Regions from separate parts of the Oryctolagus cuniculus genome. Here region 1 is linked to region 2. The links are chromatin contacts, called in public Hi-C maps. All regions are on one chromosome and are shown on one strand. The core of a region is the stretch at or near the end of the contact, and the rest is flanking DNA. Distances in the headings are between cores, read along the strand shown. Region 1 overlaps KIAA1671 (KIAA1671 ortholog). Region 2 overlaps KIAA1671 (KIAA1671 ortholog).

Region 1 (2,761 bases), core at 121-2,620, 70 kb before region 2:
CACTCCCAGTCATTCTTCCCAGGACGGATGTGGAGATGGGGGCCAGGGGTCACAACCGCCTTGGCCCCAACTCTGGGAGGACCACCCGGGAGCATCTTCACTCCCTGCATCCCACTGGCGCTCAGGAGGCAAACTGGGCTGGCTGGAGCTTCTCCCTCTCTTCTGCTCAAGAACCTTCAAAAGCTCCCTACTGTCTTCCCACTGAGAGCCCAGGTCCCACGGCTCCTGCCCAGCCCCATCCCTCAGCCTTGCTCCAAACACACGCCTACCCCACCTCCTCCCCCGTACTCCCCTCTGTACCCCGCACAGGCCTCGCATGCCCTGGCCTGCGTGGCTTTGCTTGAGCCCTTCCCCTCTTCCTGCCTGCCCCCACCCAGAGCCACTGCACCCGGCCGTGCCTCTCCTTCCCCCTGGACGCCTCATCACTTGCACCAGGTCCGGTTTTTACTCACAAGCTATTTACCCAACAAGGATTTACTGCACACCTACTATGTGCCAGGCATCAGGGAACCGGAAAGGGGCGGCATCACAACACACAGCCCCAGGGCCCTGCATCTCCTCAGAGGCACCCTTTAGGGCTGGGGTGTTCTGCCACCTTTGCTCCCCACGTGGCGTCTGCCTGGCACATAGTAGGTGCTTAGCAGGTGGAGTTGGGGTGATTGACGGGGGAGCCCACTTGCTGCTCAGCTTCTCGGATGCTTAGCTGAGCAAACCTCTGTGAAGGGCGTGTCGGGGGAACAGCCTCCCTCTCTCAGCCACAGGGAGGCAGTGGGGTCACCCCAAGGGCATGGATGGCCCGGCACAGTCCTGCCCGGAAATTTCCCTAGGTCAATTCCACTATACCCTCATCATATACGGCTGAGGCTACTCCGCTGCACGGCTTCGGCGAGGTTCACTTAGTGCTATGATCAACAACTCGACCCACATCCCGGAGGCGAAGCCAACACAGCCCCGTGCTCCCTCCCGTAGGAGGAGTTCCTAAGTACAGACGGGCTGGCCGCAGGGCAGTGGACTTGGAAGACTTTGCCTGCTGGTGAGCTCGCCAGCCTTGGGACAGCCCCCAGCTCCAAGCCGTCTCAGGCAGCTTGTGGGGCTCGGGATGGAGTCAGTGCCCATGGTGGGCACCTTCCGTGCCTATGCCTTGGAGGCACGGCACCCTTGGCAGGATCCTCCCTGGAGCTCAGGAATGGAAATGATCGCCCGGGTGTGCTCCCAGCTGCCAGCTATTTTTAAAGAGGTGATGGAACCGGCCACTCAACAGCTGAATCCCCACCAGGGGTCAGTTCAGAGGCCAATGGTGCTTCCAGTCCCTTGTAGTGCTGCAAGCTGGACCCTCAGCCTGCCCCTGTATGTGTGTGCTAAGCCCAGGGGGAAGGCAGAGAAGCAACAGCTGGGAGCCATTTCACAGCTGGGGCTGGGGGTAGGGAGGGAGAGGCGGGGCTTGCTGTCCCTGCTCCGCCCCAGCTGACCAAGTGGCTCCACCTATCCAAGCCTTGGTTTTCTCACTGCTAAAGCGAGGGCTGTGTGGAGGCTGCAAGGAGAAAGATCTCTGGAAAGTGTGACGCCCAGCGCCGGGCCTGCAGCAGGTGCTCCTAACAGGTGCACCCAACGGGAGCTGCTATTCTTAGAACGCCTTCACTCCCTCCCCGGTCAGGCAGGAGAAGTGAGACTTGGCAAGGTGTGCCTCTTCTTGGGACCTCATACACCCTCCCCCGCCGCCGCTGCCACCGCCGCCCCCAGGATAGAGATGGCCCAGGCCCAGGGACTGGGGAGGGGACCCACAGGTGGGGCTCTGGAGTCAGCGCAGGTTCTGTAGGATCCCGAGGGTGGGATCTGGGCTCGCTCTGGGCAGCCCTGGACCCAGTGGTGTCTGGCCACAGTCCGGTAGATCCCAGCTATTCACCCAAGGACTAGGATTCAGGCTCAAGAATCCGACATTCCTAGGGCAGAGAAGGACAGGTCTTCTCCCTCCACCAGCTTGGGATTCCCGAGGGCAGCATCTCTCACCACCTCTGTCTGGAACATTCCACCAGCCCCAGGCAGCTCGCCGCTTCTCTCCCCACCTCCGCCTGCCATGTGCCCTCTCCCCTCTCTCCTCCCCTAGACGGCACCCTGAGCCTGCAGGGCCCTGCTCCACACCCTGCTGGCCTGGCTCCCCAAGGCCCTCGGGGTCAAGTTCAACACCATAAATGCCACCTACAGGGCCCTCAATAGTGGGGGACTTGGGAGGTCTTCTGCTCCTTCAGGGTCACTCTCCTGCCTCCCCTCTCTCTTCTTACCCTCTCCCAGGGACCCCCAACAACCACCAACATCAACTACTACCAACAACCACCACCAACAATCACCAACAACCACCAACAACATCAACTACCTACCAACCTTTCTATAACTTTTTTTTTTTTTTTTTTTTTTTTTTTTTTTTTTTTGACAGGCAGAGTGGACAGTGAGAGAGAGAGACAGAGAGAGAAAGGTCTTCCTTTGCCGTTGGTTCACCCTCCAATGGCCGCCGCTGCAGCCGGCGCACCGCGCTGATCCGATGGCAGGAGCCAGGATCCAGGTGCTTTTCCTGGTCTCCCATGGGGTGCAGGGCCCAAGCACCTGGGCCATCCTCCACTGCACTCCCTGGCCATAGCAGAGAGCTGGCCTGGAAGAGGGGCAACCGGGACAGAATCCGGCGCCCCGACCGGGACTAGAACCCGGTGTGCCGGCGCCGCAAGGTGGAGGATTAGCCTATTGAGCCACGGCGCCGGCTTTCTATAAC
Region 2 (2,832 bases), core at 146-2,645:
AGCAGGGCTCTGGGGTGGGGGGAGGGTGGGCGCCTTCAGCACCCAGGAGTGAAACTGCTTGAAATAAGCACCGAAGGGTGCGCGGGAGATGACTCAGACGGCTGAGTGCGAACTCCCAAGAACTCCAGGAATATTCTAAGTTTAGCAGAGAAGGGGAAAGTGAGCCCACAGCTTCCGCCTGCAGCACGTTCCGCACCGAGCACCGAGCTGCCGGGGCTCTGTGGGCCTGGGCCCTGGTCCCGGCCCTGCCGCCTGCCTAGGACAGCGTGCCCGGAGTCCCCTGCCCGGGGTGGGGGTGGGGCAACATTGCCTGGCAACATTTCCTTTCCTTCCACGTGTGCTGGGTTCTTGAAATCTTATTGTTTGTTTTTCGCTTTAGTTAAAAAGGGAGAGAGAAAGAGAGAGAGAATCTTCTATCTACTGGTTCACTCTGCAGGTGGCTGCACGGGCTGGGGCTGGGTCTCCCACACGGCTGATGTGGATCTAAAGACCTGACCCATCGCCCGCTGCCTCCCAGGGTGCTCATCGGCAGGAAGCTGGTGTGAGGCCGAGGAGCCCGGACTGGACTCAGGCACTCGGACAGGAGACCGCACTGAACACCTGCCCGGCGGCACCGTCTCGGCCCCTTCTCCCCTCCCCCGCGTGGCTGCCCCCACCAACTGCAGAAGTGACTTTTCCTCACAAAGAGAGAGGTGCACCTGCCTTCTTGGCCCCAGCAACGGCTCACGTGGCCAGCGCTCCACGCCCCAGCCCACAGCGGGAGGCTCCCTTTAGGAGCCCTGAGCCGCAGATCCCAGAGAGGCCCCGCCCTGGAATCAACACAGGCACCAGGCACGAAGGTGAGGAAGTGTCTAGAAGATTCTAGCAGTCAGCTTCTCAGGGCCCCTCTGCAGATGCCCCAGATACGGAGCAGCTGTCTCCGCTGAGGCCCGCCTGACTCCCGACCCACGGAAGCCGGGAGAGACATAAGCAGTCTGTTCAGCCCGCTGGGCTCCAGCGTGGCTGGTTATTTAAGACCAGAACCAACGCCCTGGACCCTCCCTCTCCACGCCCCTGCCCCGTGGGCCCTACAGAACCTGGGAAGCTCTGACAAGCTACAAAGCAAACTGCGTCGACCCCGTGCACCCAGGAGGGTAACCCAGGCCGCCACCTTGCCCCGTCAGCCTGGGAGACAGCCACTGGGGCTGACCTGCACTCAGGAGGCAGGTGGCCGCGTTCTTCCCAAACTGAGGCTTCGCTGATCCCCCCAGGGCAACACACAGGAGCACAAAAGCTGCTTTCACTGGGCGAGGCTGCTGAGCTGGGAGGGGCGGCCCTGCCTGGCCCAGGGGCAGGTGGCCAAGCAGGCTGGGCCGGGTAGGGCCTGGGCAAGCCAGGACAGCACTGGGGGGCTGGCACGTTCCCTCTGCCTTCATCTCTCCCAATCCAGGCCTTCCATGGGGACGGGGCAGGTCCAGAGAGGCCCTGAGGAAATGCTGGATAAACTCATTAGAACATGAAAGGCTTAAAAAAAAAAAAAAGAGGCAAGCCCCAGCCAAGATCAAATTATAAATGTAAACTAACACAGGGCAGGCACCTGGGCTAGACAGCTGCACCGCCGGCCAGCTGTGTGACTTTGTGCAAGTGGCTTCACCTCTCTGAGCCCCGTCTTGCTCACCTGCAATGCGGGGGGAGGGAGAACAGTGGCCCCCTCGCAGGGCGGCTGTGAGGTTAAACTGCAGCGCTACCAACTGCTTTGCCCAGCGCCTGGTTCTCACGGCTGCACTGTGTCCCTAACCCTTAGTGCCCTGCACGGGACTGCACTCACAGAGGCTCTGAGGGTGGACCCCAACCCAACGCAGCCGCTGTCTTCCTAAGAGGAGGAACTGTGGACCCATCGACATCTGGGCACACAGACGCAGGAAAGACCAGGGGAGGACCCAGCAAGCTGGCAGCCACCTGGGAGCCCAGGGGAGTGGCCTCGGCAGAAACCAAACCAGACAACATCCAGACGTTGCACCTGCACGCTCCAGACCTGTGAGTGAATCGATTTCTTGTGTTACAGCCTCACGGCAGCCCTGGCAAACCACGAGACTGGCCCATAGGAGGAACAAAGTAAAAATCCATTACTCTGTTCCCACCTCTGTATCACAACCACGAAGCATATTGTGTCGGGGCCAGCAATGTGGCGCTGTGGGCGACGCCACCAGCAGCCTGAAGGGGCACAGGTTCAAGTCCCGGCTGCTCCACGTCCCATCCAGCTCCCTGCTAATGCGCCTGGGAAGGCAACAGAGGACGGCCCAAGTGCTTGGGTCCCTGCACCCATGTGAGAGACCTGGATGGAGTTCTGGGCTTCTGGCTTCAGCCCGGCCCAGTCCTGGCTGTTGTAGCCATCTGGGGAGTGAACCAGAGGATGGAAGATCTTTCTCTGTAACTCTGCCTTTCAAATATATTTTTTAAAAATCTTTAAAAATAATAAAATTGTATCAGCATAAACCTGTTATAGCTTATTCATGTCAATGTGCTTGACATAAAATATTAACGTAATGTTAAAGAGAATACACCTTCAGTTTCCTATCTCAGCTTCTCTCCATAAAACATCTGGCTTTCTCAAACCTGCCAGGGGTTTTCTTAAACCACAGTAATTCAGACCAAATCCCTGGACAACATTCTCAGTCATGCTTCACTGCACCTTAGAAATATTTAGGTGGGGCCAGCACTGTGGCATAGTGGGTAAAGCCTGCAGTGCCAGCATGTCATATGGGCGCCGGTTCACATCCCAGCTGCTCCACTTCCCATCCAGCTCCCTGCTATGGCCTGGGAGGGCAGTAGAAGATGGCCCAAGTCCTTGGC

What was found. Hi-C and Micro-C count contacts between places; a contact is called where the count stands out from the background.
Region 1: a contact with region 2 is called in a Hi-C map of an unstated tissue, with 6 times the contacts expected there. The contact joins two enhancer-like sites. A contact is called at or near these places in 3 of 6 Hi-C or Micro-C datasets (ear pinna, skin fibroblasts and an unstated tissue).

Annotation. Positions count from the first base shown.
Region 1 is chr21:19,324,535-19,327,295 of mOryCun1.1, reverse strand. All of the region lies in intron 5 of KIAA1671 (KIAA1671 ortholog), which reads right to left. Among named protein-coding and RNA genes, the nearest start is that of CRYBB3, 26 kb to the left of the region's middle. Within about 2 kb of position 1,370, at least 2 of the 8 cell types and tissues checked have an H3K27ac peak or open chromatin away from gene starts, as enhancers often do.
Region 2 is chr21:19,254,399-19,257,230 of mOryCun1.1, reverse strand. The region is part of intron 5 of KIAA1671 (KIAA1671 ortholog); the gene reads right to left. Among named protein-coding and RNA genes, the nearest start is that of KIAA1671, 95 kb to the right of the region's middle. Within about 2 kb of position 1,395, at least 2 of the 8 cell types and tissues checked have an H3K27ac peak or open chromatin away from gene starts, as enhancers often do.